Regions from separate parts of the Mus musculus genome. Here region 2 is linked to region 1. Evidence: chromatin contacts called from public Hi-C data. All regions are on one chromosome and are shown on one strand. The core of a region is the stretch at or near the end of the contact, and the rest is flanking DNA. Distances in the headings are between cores, read along the strand shown. Region 1 overlaps Mtss1 (MTSS I-BAR domain containing 1). Region 2 has its middle 67 kb from the start of Gm19510.

Evidence for each region. A called contact is a pair of places that touch in the nucleus more often than the background predicts.
Region 2: a Hi-C map of muscle stem cells shows a contact between it and region 1, with 4 times the contacts expected there. The contact joins two enhancer-like sites. A contact is called at or near these places in 1 of 484 Hi-C or Micro-C datasets (muscle stem cells), 1 of 115 datasets of contacts at active chromatin or transcription factors (microglia) and 1 of 9 other capture datasets (embryonic stem cells).

The regions. Positions count from the first base shown.
Region 1 is chr15:58,982,545-58,989,423 of GRCm38.p6, forward strand. All of the region lies in intron 3 of Mtss1 (MTSS I-BAR domain containing 1), which reads right to left. Gm41330 (a long non-coding RNA gene) reads right to left here. Exons shown (of 2, transcript XR_875365.3): 2 at 6,352-6,879. Among named protein-coding and RNA genes, the nearest start is that of Gm41330, 8.5 kb to the right of the region's middle. Within about 2 kb of position 4,092, at least 72 of the 459 cell types and tissues checked have an H3K27ac peak or open chromatin away from gene starts, as enhancers often do. A contact at or near this core is called in muscle stem cells, where this site is marked.
Region 2 is chr15:59,724,126-59,731,004 of GRCm38.p6, forward strand. No RefSeq gene overlaps it. Among named protein-coding and RNA genes, the nearest start is that of Gm19510, 67 kb to the right of the region's middle. Within about 2 kb of position 4,151, at least 184 of the 459 cell types and tissues checked have an H3K27ac peak or open chromatin away from gene starts, as enhancers often do. A contact at or near this core is called in muscle stem cells, where this site is marked.

The DNA.
Region 1 (6,879 bases), core at 2,842-5,341:
TGGAGCCCTAGAGATGTGTGCAGGTGCACCAGATGCCCTGGCTTCAGAGTAGAAACCCAGCAAATGTGACTGATTACCAGGCTGCAATCCAGAACACATGGGGTTGGCTGCCAGGGCGAGGCTTCTGCCTCAGCTCCACGACCCTCGCTTTAGCGTCCTAGTCCAAACAAGACAGGGAGCTCTCAGCGGGGTGTCCTCCTACCAATGGGTGAAATTACAACTCTGGTCAAGAGAAAACAAGCTTGGGGTACCAGATTCTGCTTGATGGCACTGTGGCTCACAGGAAGATAGATACTGAACAGAAAGCCACTGATTCCCATGGCCTCATTTCTCATTTCTTCGGGGGTATGGGGGTGGGGAGTCTTTAGAAGATGCAGAGGTGGGGTTGTTCTTCCCCTCCACCCCATCCCACCCCACCGAGCAGAGGATAAGGTTAGCTCAGGGGCCTCTGGAGCCTGTACATAATGCGGGAAGATGGAGGAAGGGGTGTGTGGTGACTTCTCTTGCTGTTATAATCAAAAGACTATGGTTATATCTGACAGATGCAACTAAAGGGAGGGAGGTTTTAACTGGGTTCAGGTACTGAAGGTCCAGTGAGGCAGGGACATGGTGTCAACCAAAGCCTGAGGCAGCTGGTCACATCGGCCAATACGGAGGCTGTGGATGACGCCAGTGCTCCGCTTGCTTTCTTCTTCTGTTTCTCACAGTTAGAGTGAGTCTTCTCTCTGTAATTTATCTACTCAAGAGGTTCCCTCAAAGACATGCCCAGAGGTCTCTGGGGCGATTCTAGATTCCATCAACATGACCGTGTTAACCCTCACGGGAGGAGTGAGTGAATTCAAGAGACCAGGGTGGTCTGCACCTTTTCTCTTATGTGTATACTGTCACAGTCGTCCTGGTGTCTGGGACTTCCTGTTCCGTGGGCCCATGTTCTCCATCACATGGGGACCTCCTATGGAGAGCACCCGCTTCCAAGCCATTCTTGAATTCTGAGTGTCTAGCAAGGTGTATGGTCTGGGAGGGAGGCTCAGTAGGTCTTTGCAAATGAAGGAGAGACAGGAGTAAAAGGGGGTGGGGCAGGGAAATTAGCTACATGGAAAACAGATGTTCCCAACATTTCCGCTGCTGGGATGAAAGTGAGCTCCTAGCGAAAGCAATGAATACAGGTTAGACTCACCCATGAGACCCTTCTGTCTGCTTGTGGGAAGACCAAGGGACACAGGATTTCAAGACCCTAAGGCTGGTAAGCCATGTCTCTGCAAGTAGAGGTTACGGAAAATGTGCGCGCATAGTAGCTAATCTAATTACGGATGCCTGACACAGGCTATTCTGCCTGCCTTCCCAATAAAGTTAAGTATTTACATGCCTAATAAAGGCAGGCTATTAACAAGAGAATAACAGCTCTTCCTTAAAGAGCATGTACAGGAAGAGAGAGAAACGGGAGCAGCGCAGAGAACATATTCCCCCAAGGACAGAACCAAGCCCATTAAAATGTTCCCAATACTCAGAACTTATTTTTTGAGAAGATAATTACCAACAACCTCAGGAAGAAGTGTCAAGTCCCTTCTACGCCATTAGGAAGCCTGCTTGGGAGTAGATCCGTTACCATGACAACTGCTTGCCAGAGGATAGGGACGGATGGACCTACCAAATGCTATACTCGACAGTGAGCCTGCAATTTCTTGTAGCCACTTTGTAAAAACATCTTCAGCAGCTAGAGCCGGGGCAGCTAAAGGCTGGGTGAGGCTGCTTTCAAGTGACATGAGTGTATCCTCAGCATCCTTGACAGATGTTACCTGGCTCGGGTGAAAGACTGCCAGACAGGGTGCTTACTCCCAAACTTGGTGACTGAGGACAAAAGGGAAGTCTCACGATACAGAAGGGTATGTGGAGCTCCCTGGCCAGCCAGAGTACCCAAGACTCCAGATTCAGAGGAAGACTGCCTCAAAAAATAAGACGGAAAGCAACAGAGGAGGACACTTGGCATTAACCTCTGGCCTCCACATACACATATATACACAGGTAAGTGCACTTGCACGCACACACACACACACAGAGAGATAACAGAGACAGAGAGAGACAGAGTCAGAGTCAGAGTCAGAGTCAGAGTCAGAGTCAGAGTCAGAGTCAGAGTCAGAGTGGAAGGCCTAGTCTCCGGTCTCAGACACAGCCTGCCACTGATTTCTAGCTATCCATGCTTCTGAGAACTTTGCAACTGTCACGGCTACTCTAAAGAGAAACAGCACCATGTCACTTGGTGGTATTCTGGGAACTAAATGGAAGGATGGAAGGGAAAACAATGTAACCGTGCCCCTTTTATCTACATGTGACAGAGCGCACACGGCCACGGAGAGCCAGCAGCACAGAGCTTGTGGCACGGTAGTCACCTCTGCAGCCTCATAGCTGGCACCTGTGATGCCCATTCAGCCTTAAGGAAGGAGGCAGAGGTTACCGAGGCGGCCTTCAAGATAAGGCCATCCTGTTGGTAAAAGCAGCGTTTCACTAAGGGACAAACACTATACTGTGTCCTCTGTAGAATCAGAAAGGAGAAGAGTGGATACCAGGGTCTGATCGGGGGAGGTACACAGGGAACAGTCTTACTCTGCAAGATGATAAAGGTCTGGAGATGTGAGGCTCACCACCGTACCTACGCCAACCGCTTGCGACTCTGTGCGGGGGGAATGGTTGATATGTAAAGCTATCCACATGTGCATTTACACTTAAACTTAAATGTTACAGCCTCAAAGAATCCCAGCTGTCAGCACAGCTTTGGTCTCTGCTCTTGGGACAGCTATGAAAGAGAAGCTGAGGGTGAAAGAGAAGCTGAGGGTGAAAGAGAAGCTGAGGGTGAAAGAGAAGCTGAGGGGAGTCTGAGATGGTTCCCCCTCCTTCCCCAGCCTGGTGAGCGCTGGAGCCTGATATTCAGTTTGATGGGAGAGTACTCACACTGGCCCTTCTCCAGAGTTTCCAATGCTTTGGTAGTCTAGGCCCAGGGCCTCAACACCAGGCCCTTCCACCTTCCCTGAATTCACACTCCCATTTGCACAAAGGTCTTCATGGTCCTACATCACCTCTGCCCACATGGTGCAGCTGATCTGCCCTAAAGTCAGACACACCGTGAGCTCCCAGCTTCCATCATGGAGCTGTGACAGTCTGTAATGGTGTGTGCACTGCTCTGCAGTGAGTATATAGGAGGGACTGCAGCTCAGTACTGGAGAGGGACACTGGCTCAGTACTGGAGAAGGACACTGGTTCAGGTTCTGTTCCCTGTGTTTCTTGCTGGTGCTTCTGTGGCTTCTTCAGTCTCCTGCTCCAGGCAGTAAAACCTCCCCACCTGCTTCGCTCCACGCTGCCGGAAGGCAGCCCACCAGTATGTTTGGTGCTTTCTGACACCCTGTGCTTGGCTGGATGACTAGATCTCAGGAGGTCAGTGCCCGACATGTAAGGGACAGAAGCGGATGAGGCCACCCCTGCTATCCGTCGACGTCAGGGACAAAGAAGCACACTATAACACTGCTTCTCAGCCTTCCTAATGCTGCCACCCTTTAACACAGTTCCTCGTGGTGATGTCACCTCCAACCACACACAATCATTTCGTTGGGACTCCTAACTGTAATTTTGCTACTATTATGAATTGTAATGCAAATACCTTATATGAAGGATATCTGATATGCAACCCCTGTAAACGGGTCATTTGAAACCCCCATGGGGGTCGAGACCCACTGGTTGAGAACCACTGTTTAATGCCACGGGCATTAAGACGTAAGAGGATCATAGGCACACAGAGAGGACCAGGATGGTCTATACTCCCTCCCGCTCTCCCACAATATCCCTTTCTGAGTATGGAGGGATTTCTGCGGTTGTAACTCAGAATCAACAGCGATAGGATCAAGGATAGAATTGAGCCCTTCTCAGTTCACTCCCTGAGCACTTAGCTGTTGAAAAGGAAATCTTGATTGCTTTGTCACTTCAAATTCCGACATCTTTGTGAGAGAACCGGGATGGGTTAGCAAACAATCAGAGATCCAAGCCTAAGGAAGGGCATTCCAGCTGACCTCTGGTCCAAAGCAAATCCTGACATTTCCCAATCGGGATTACGTAAGCGAGCAGCTAAGCAACAGCTGCAAAGGCTGTGTGGTCAGCGTGCAGGCAGCAGGGGGAGGGCAAGAAAGTGACCTTCAGGCAGATTGGCGGCCAGGGAAGGAAGCAGGGGGCAGCTTCCAGGGGTAGGGTCTCTGCCTCTACTCTTCCATCCTATATAGCAAGTCCCCACCAAAGAGCCACAGGATGCCAGGAGTTTCACCTTCAACCCTCGGCACATAAATAATCATTCACCCTCTTGAGTTCATTGACCTCAGTTATCCCCGGCCAGCCAATTACAAAAGACCCACAATCCAATTCACTCACGTCTTATGGCAGACTGATGGCAGTTTGGAAAGTGCTGGAAAAGTCATCTGGGTATTACAGAAAGGGATCTCACCTAAACCAGAAATCTTCAAGGGAGTAATGCTTTACACATGTTCTGATCTGAGGCATTCCAGACAGAGGGCAGAAGAGAGGCTCTACACCGCCTCTGGTCCTCGTCCTCACCCCACGCCCCTGGGGCCTACTCAAGACTCATACCAGAGTGGGCCAGATTATAGACCTCAAAGGCCTGAGAAAGCCGTATGTCAAGTGGGAATAACAGACTAAGAATTAGATCTCTGACAGACAGACAGACAGACAGACAGACTGACAGGGAGAAGAGCCACAGACAGACAATGGAGATGGCAAACTTCAGGTTTCTTCATCCTCCTAACTGGAGGAGGCTGCTCGCAGCTTTACCACTACGCTAAAGTCACTTTCCCTGCGGCAACCTACGCCAAGCAGTCTAGACCGACTAGGTCAGTGTGTGTGATAAGTCATACGGGAGAGGGACGCTCCAAAGACAGGCAGGGAGAGAGACAGTGATGTGGTCCTTCACGTGGGCCTGAATGGTTTCTTTCCTGTGTAGAGCATTCTGTAGAAGTGCCCCTTCTGCACAGACTCCACCTGAACTCTTCTTAAAACAGCATTCTTGATGTTTCAGGTCCTGTGTTTCCAAAGCCCATGGGTCCGACCCATTGCTAGTCAGTGAAGCTGTTCTCTATGGGGGCAGTGCAGAACCCACTCTGCAAACAGCAAAGCACATCATCCCAGGACACTCCCTTCTCACGAGACTTCTGGCGCGCTCTCATGCCATGAGTGAACACTGGCCATACGGCTTACCATCATCACACGACCGATTTCTGCCATGCACAGTGTTTCCATGATCTACAACTGACCAATCTAAGACTCGGGCAGCTGGGAGAGGAGGTGCGGTGAGCCGCTCCAAAGTCGCACTTGCTTTCTTGCACCGTGTCTGAGCAACGACTACAGAGGCCCGGGAATCCAATGCCACTCCTTTCTGTCTTAAAACCGATGCCAAGTCTGAGGCTCGTCCGTGTGCCTTCCCCGCGGGGGCAGCTCTCTGTTAACAAAGCTGCCTGCTTGTAAGTGGCGAGGCAAACACAAGAGGAGCCCTTCCAGACGTGAGACAAGAAAGAAGGCAAACAGGAAGATCGTCTGTTAACAAGCTCGCTGATGGATGGTTTGGAAGAACAAAGAGAGCAGATGCCACGCCAGTCAGCCTTACCGACGGCCGCACACCTTCGATGGCACTCCACAGTGATGGTGTGTGGCAGTTTAGGGTGGGATGGCTGCAAGACGTGAGGATGAAATGCTCTGCTTCGAATGATGTAGATAGATGTTTGCTAAGTTTGCTTTTCAGTGTACATGCTTATCAGGGGTAATAGTGGGGGGGAGGATAGATTTCACCTCAGTTTCATGGAGTTGACATCTACTAAAGTTAACAGGGCAGAGCTGTAAAATGTTCTTTTAACCTGGCACCCGAGTCTTCTTGGGAAAACAGAGTTGTCACAGACTGCCAACACTACAGGTGACAGCATCCATCAGTTTTCCAAATCTGTCGTCTCTCTTGTTTGCCTCTAGACACCTGGAGGCACTGCCCCTCCCCTGAGAGGATGGTGTCCTCTTTGCTGGCTTGCAAGCCCTTCCAGGGCCTTGTGGGGTGCCACCCAGAGTGAACAGCACCCCTGAACACTGTCTGCAGAGGCCTTGCTCTATCTGAGTCAGATCTCTGCACTCCATGACACCGAGGGCTGTCCCACCGCCTGCCCCTCTCTCTTCAGGCAGGCGGAGACCCCTGTTCTCTGTACAGAGCCTGGCACGGAACAGCACTCAGAAAATATTTGCTGAGTGCTGGGGAAAAAAGAAGAACAAATCACTAGAAAGGTTGGGGGGAGGATCACTGAGGGCAAGGGAACGACACAAATTTACACACACACACAAAAAAAAAAAAGACTCAGTTTGTCTTTTCAGAGGTGTTTGGTAGCTTTCGAAATCGCCTGCCGGCTGGACGATAGGATCACCGAACAGAGGGTGCCGAGGTCACATGGCCTCACAGCAACAACTCGCAGGACACGCGCATCTGGTCCAGGAGGAGTCATAGACATGCTGACACTCTGTCATCTTGGCAGCCACTTCCCCCTGAAGGGACACAAGCTTTGGGCGTGTTTTCCAGAAGGACACAGACGAAAGCAGTATCTTTTTGTTCCCCTGCTCTGCTATGTCCCCCAGGGATAGTGGCCCTCTACCCCCAAGATGGTCCCTGTTGCCTCTGATGAACAGGTGTTCCCCCCTAAAAACCTGAGGTACTCGAAGAGGGCAATGGACTGACTAAATCCCAAAGATCCCGAGAAAGGTCACAACACACAGGGGATACACAGAGGATGCACAGTGACTCGTTCCCCAGTCTTTGACCCACAAGAACCCCACAGAGGTGTCTGTGTGAGGCCTGCA
Region 2 (6,879 bases), core at 2,901-5,400, 740 kb after region 1:
GCCCGGGAAGTGTCTTTGCAGGCTGGACCGTGTCCTGGATCCTTTCTGAATCCCACTTTGCCTCCTTTCACCATGATGTGGTCTGTTCTGCCCTCCTCACTGTGATAGATGAAACCATGTGTGAGTGTTTTCATCAGCTCGACAGGATCTAGAAGCACCCGGGAGACCAACCACCGGCTTTGTTAAGCCGAGGTTCATTGAGATGGGAAGACACATTTTAAATGTGTGCAGCACCGTTCCGTGCTTCCAGAGTGCAGACTCTGTGTACCTCCTGCCTCTTGTTCCTGCCACCATGACCTCTCTACCACAGTAGACTCATCTTTGAGCTGTGAGCCCAAATGAGCCTTTCCTGAAGCTGTTCTTGTTGGGGGTTTGGTGGCAGCAGCGAGAAAACCAGGTCACACCCTGAAACCATGAACAAAACAGATCTTTCCTTTTTAACATTGCTCTCTCAGCTGATCCTCAGTTGTGAAGAATATGCCGACTCTCCCAGGCTTCTTTGCACGGCCTTGATTCACACACTCTCTGCCGCACAGGAGCTTATCTCGTGAGGCTGCCTCGCTTTCCTCTCTTCCCAAGACACTCGCCTCCCACCTACTTCTCAGGGATGCTTTGAAGACAGAGAAGAATATGTTTTCCCAAAGCTCCTCAGAGGGTCCTCCTGGCCTCGCCCAGTACAGCATGTTATTAGCAAAGGCACAATGACAGCAGCCTAATGACTGCTCTCTACTATCCTGTCGCCGAGGCAAGTCGCAGGCATCATTAGTCCAGTTTTAGTGAGGGGCCAGTTGAGGCTCGAGAGGATGATTTGTGACCTGCCTCCACGGATGCCGTGAGTCAGTAGCAGCCCCATGTAACCTTTGTCTCCCTTGTTTGCCTTCTTTTGAGCCCAGGGTGAGAAAGAAGCGTCAGGGCTCTAGGAACTTTTGGTCCTTTCATGGGGCCAGGTTTCGGTGCTTGACCTTGGAGATGCCCAGTCCAGTCGCATCCTCTTCCTCACTAGGCACTGACCCCAGATGGGTGGCTGGGACAATTGTTCCCAACTTTGTACAGCTATAATTTGTGGCTACGATCATGGTTAAGATGATGGTAGTGGTGCTATAGTGTGTGTGTGTGTGTGTGTGTGTGTGTGTGTGTGTGTGCATGCATGCACATGTGCATATCTTGGTTCCTTGGGGATGAAGGAGATGCTGATGAGGAATGAAGGTAAGAGCATCACATTTGCTCCAAGTTTCTATGTGCCACCTGACCCCATTCTACATATAAAGAACTTGAGGCCTAGGTGGGGTCAACAGCTTTCTTCTGAGATTCTGAGCTGGTAAGGTGTCAATGGGGCTTAGCTAGGTTCTCCTGAAATTTAAGATCTCTCGTGATTGAAATTCTCCCAAAAGTGTCACTCAATCCCAGTGGAATTAGTCTGGGAGAGCTGGGGTCCATAGTATGTCAGCTTTATAGTCATATGATATGCACAAGGCCCTGCCTACATGAACATCATCCTAACGATTTCCCTGGTTCTGCCGTGTCCCCGTGTGGAAACACACACTCATCTGTGAACAAGTAACCCTGCATTCTTTATGCAAAAGTGCCTGATGTGGCTTATCCTGATCCCACCAACTTGAGGCCATGAGACACCCTAGATGCCTCTACAATGTGGAGAGCCTTAGGCTAGTTGTTGCCCCTTAATGTCCTGATGCACAAAACCAGGAGTCTGGGTGGCAGACACCGGCATTGTTAGCTGTCCCACTGGAAGAGGGAAGGTCAGTAGGACTTCCCAAGGACCTCTGTGAAAAGAGAAACTTCATAAGAGACTTAGCATGGGTTCACCCGGGATGACCTGGTGCCTCATGGAGCTGTAAGATGACTGAGAGAAGTCAGCCAGTGACCCATGGAAAAGGAGACTTAAGCATCCCATGAGTGCTATGGCTGGTGGAGGGCCTCTTGCTCCAGCTCTTAGTCATAGGAAGTTGCTGAGAAATCGCTGACATATAATCATGTCTCTTTGATGGTCATAACTGTGTGGGGGTGGCCAGCTTTTCCTTTTAAACAAATACACTTGGACGACTTTCAAGATTGTCACCAGGGCAGGTAAGGACTCACTCCAGCATGCTTCTGGGGCATAAGCTTTTGGTGCCCCTGGGCACATTCACGGTCAGATCTGGACTTTGTGGCACTAGGAGTAGGTGGATGGGCCCATGCAAGCTTAGATTCCTGGCCTCCTACCTCAGGCTAAGAACAGGGGCAACTCAGCTCTGTGACAGTAAGGCCAAGGAAGTAGGAGGAAACCCAAGGTCCTGGAAGAGGTACAAGTCACCCTGCTCACAAGCGGACCATAGCAGCCCACACCAGTACCGATCTTTCCTCTCCTTTCTTCCAGCACCTGCTTTATCAGGTCGCCTTAATAAACTTCCTGAAGCTGAAATGCTGTCTCTTGTTCTGCTTTCTGGAGAAGCAAACCCGAAATGGGGACAAGGTTGTTCAGAACTTCTTCTGGACTAAACTCCACAAGCCAAGGCGGGAACTGTGTGTTTCTTCAAACGTAAAATCTTCCATCTTCCAGTGTATCCAGGTGGGGGATACTACATTGGTTGGGGACTAATGTTTAAAATCCACTTTCACCAAGCCTGAGCTTTGAGGACCATTTGGGTCTCACCATTAGCTGTGCCGTCTGGGGCAGCAGCTTGCTTTTCTTATTTCCAGGGGCTTCATATGCAGAACAAATGACAGAGACACTCAGATCCGCTTAGCTGTGCACATCAAGTATATTTGTGGAGTCATTTTGTAGTTGACAGACAAGTGTACAAATGGGAGTCATGACATGTGGAAAACAAGGTGGTAGCCACCAGTGAAAAGGACACAAGCCAGTGACTCCTGAAGTCAGGTTCCCAGAGGAATTTGAACACACTTTTGGTTAGCAGTGCCAGTGTTGGGAAGGCACCCCTTAGAGGTCCTGTTTTAGAGATTCTATTGGTAGAGAGAATTAACTGAGGTCCTATTCTTTTTGTTGAAGTTTATGAACTGATCCCTAAAGAGAAATGGGTATCGCTGGGGACAGGCTAACAGCTGGCATCCATCTTGGTGGGCTGTGGCTCATGGGTGTGACCACTGCACCCAAGCACCTGACAAACACAGATGAAGCAGTCGTTAAGTTCCCAAGGTGTGGAATGGTGGCACACGTGTGTAGGGTGGGTCTTTCTACGTCACTTAACCCACTCTAGAAAGTCTTGTACAGTTCTGCCCAGGAGTCTTGTCTGCTAAGTGATTTTAGATCCCACCAAGCTGGGAACTCAGAAGGGCCACCCATGCAGAAGAGAGTCCGACAAAGGTACCTGAGAACCTGATGCTACAGCAGAGTGTCATGAACCTGGCGTTAAGGCAGAGAGGATGGTACGAAGGCCTTGAGGTGGAAGAGAGCTCAGAGGTGGAGCAAAGTGGGTAGAATTGTAGAGAGGGAGAGGGAGAAAGGCGGGGGGGGGGCAGGAGGCTGACTTAGTTAGAGGTAATGTGAGGTAATCATTTCAACTTTGCAGGCCACGGTCATGGTCAGGCTTAACCTGGCCCCTAGTTATTTTGTGACCTAGGTGTGTGTCCTTTCTTTCTGGGTTCACTTTTTATTGTAGGCAAAAGGGTTGTTTGGACAATTCACTCTCAAGCCTCTCTGTCTGTTGTAAAACAAATCGACAACCAAGACCCACCAGCGCAAACAGCGGCATAGAGACTCTAAGAAGCACAGACGCTAGTGTGCACGCGCACATGCGTGTGTACGTGTGTGTGTACGTGTGTGTGTGTGTGTGTGTGTGTGTGTGTGTGTGTGTGTCTGTGTCTGTGTCTGTGTCTGTGTCTGTGTCCGTGAAGCTCCCACAGAGAGGATCACACCAGATGGGGGCCATCTCTGTAGGCTTCTGCCTGGGCTCACAGATCAGCTTTAGGGTCCACCCGCACAGCACACCACATTTCCATTTGCACAGCAAGGCTGCATCCTTGTCATTTTCTCTCATCCCAGAGTGCCTGGGGCCAGAGGGGACAGGGCAGGGCCCCCGTGTGCCGGAAACTTTTGTTGACCGTGCACATTTCGCTCTACAGGATCAGCACAGCTGCTGTCTTGCCTCATCTCATCTCTGACCCTGAGGGGTGGCCTTCACCCAGTTTGCTAATGTGCTCAGTTCCTCTTTGGGGCATATGCTTGTCCCTCCAAGTTCTCGTGGCTGCGTGGAAGTGGACCTAGGCCCAGAGGGTGACTAAGAGGGGAAGCCCCTGTACTGTGTGGCTCCCAGAGGCTCCTGGTTGTGTAAGGGCCTTTTTTTTTTTTTTTTTGAGGAGGTTGCAGGCAACAGGATGAATCATAGCAAACACACGTGGCTCTAGCAGGGGACAGTCCTTCCTTATGCTGCTGTGGAAAGCAAAGTTTCTTAAAATGAATCAGCAGTGCCTGTACCCCAGGCTGTGGGAGGAGAATGAGGGTTCGAGTTACAGATTTCCAGAGTATTTGGGTGTGGTCCCCAAGGTCTGACAGTTGAGACTGCAGGGACCTAGGTCTCTGGGTCTTTCAGAGATGGAAGGACCTGCATCGCTCACTTGAGTTTTGGCTGGAGACCTGTTACTTAATGTGCAAAAGCTACTTGTCAGGACTGAAGGAGAGATGGGGTGCATTTTCAAGTGAAGAGACATAGGCTCTGAACCTGCAAGTCCCAGAGGGTCTCCTCATCTGGATAACCCAAGAGAGATATTTCTGGCAGCTATTCAGTAGAAAAGAACTCTTCATGCTTTCCCAAGTAGCAAGGCAGAGAGGAAAGTGGCTAGGAACTACCAAGCTTTGAAGTTAGCGTGAAGTTCACATCCCGTATGGTGTTTTGGAGTGAGTCTGCAGACAGCTGAGCCCTGCTTTCTCTTCTGTAAAATCAGGAAACCGTATCTGCCAGCTGAGCACACTGTGAAGAACACAAGCGGAAGACAGGCACCATGGCAGACTTCCGTAATTCCAGCTCTCAGGGTGAGGCGGGGGTGGGGGTGGGGGACGGTGCGAATGGAGATTGTCACAAGAGTGAGGAAGACCCACAAGGCCCCCAGTAGAGGGCTTTATAGAACTCCTCAGTAGACACTAAGAGACCAGGGTGGATAGCCAGGCATTTTGGCTCATTAGCTGTGTGTTTGTAGGTTTGTCTTTTAGTTGATGTGCGCCTGAGTTTCTTCATGACTTCTTAATAGACTTGATGGATGGGATGATCGTTGCAAAACTGAAAGTGGTTCAGAAGCCTGGGACATTCTGAATGCTGACCAGTTAACAGCAAACCCCGCCTCTTCCCACCTTTCTGAAGTCTATTGGGCCTACATTGATATCATCATATTACATCCTAATGATACCAGGCCCTTTCCTTGATCCTTTGGGGGCCCCAGCTCCTAGCCCAATTCACTCCAGCTCTTTAGAAGATAGAAACAAGTGTAACCTACTGCTATCTAACAAAGGTTATCACAGTGTCCGTCATCTTACCAGAGCTCCGGGCGGGACGGGGTGGGGAAGACAGATGAAGTGATCATTATCAGTTTTATCTTTCAAAAGATAAAATGGGCTTCAGAGAGGTGGAAAGAGTCAGGATTTGCTGTGGTCAGCTGGAAAAAGGCACTGGGTCGATCCGTCTTGGAGGAAAAGGAAGTTCTTAGGTATCTGCTGCTCGTTTCCCTTCAGAGATAAAACAACTTCAGAGTGACCAATCTTTATGCTACAAAAGATGTTGGATGCAGCCCACAGTTAGTCCAAACTCATGGTGCATAAAGACCCAGAGATGAGAGTTCTATTCACAGGTTTTGTCAGGGCAATACACTTAAATTTTGGGATTCCCTTCCCTTCCCTTCCCTTCCCTTCCCTTCCCTTCCCTTCCCTTCCCTTCCCTTCCCTTCCCTTCGCAGTTGTGCTCAAGGGCACTGTGGGAGGGGGTTCATGGACAGGGTAGGATCATTTTAGGATAACTCTGTACATTTTTTGGCCCACCTTTCAATGATAGGTAAGGCCAGTGTTCCCTTCCTTTGAATCCGAGCTGGTCTCTGTGAGTCAGATTCATAGAAGACAGCAGAGGCTTGGCTCTTTGAGGCCCTAGTCTCTCAAAAGCCCACAGAACTCCTACATGGTTTTCTTCTATCACTCCGAAATGCAGGTAAGAGGGCTGACAGCCTCAAGACAGCCATACTGTAGAGGTTTCTCTGACCGCCTCACCAGAGGCAGCCTTAGCTGCCAGCATCCCGGACTGAGATTGGATGTATCCGGGAAGCCCAGTCATTCATCGGCATTCAGATGGATACAGTCCATCTTCATGAGGCATGCCCCTCCCTAGAGCAAGGACTTTTAGCTCTGAATTCTTGGCCCACAAAACCAGTAACAAAATAAAGGGGGGAGGTTGTTTGTACCACGGAGTGTTGAAGTCATCCTCTTCACAGTAGTAGTAGTAAGAACACTTCAAACTCAGTTAGGTTTTTGTGGACTCTGTTTCTGGACCAAACATTCAGAAAAAATTAACAAGAGCAGTGGGTAATGGGCCACCCTGGGGCAATCAGAAGGGTGAGAGGGAAGAAAAGGAGCTCACAGAGCAGAGGACTTACAGTACTGGAAATCAGGTTGCAAACTGTATTGTCCACTCCATCAGATAGGCTTGAGGGACAAGGAGACGAGCCAAGATCAGAATCCACGTCTCAACATCTGAATTCCTATTCCTAATTTCCTGGGCACATACAGGACTAAAGAGGTGATGAGACAGTTGGTTCTGCTTCTCCTGGGTCTAGATTTCATTTAGTGAAACTCGGTCTTGGAGTCTCTGTAGAGATTTCCATGGGGTTCCGTTCCTGCATCACCTGTCTGGCAGCCGCTGTATCCCTGGACTCTCCTTGGGGTTA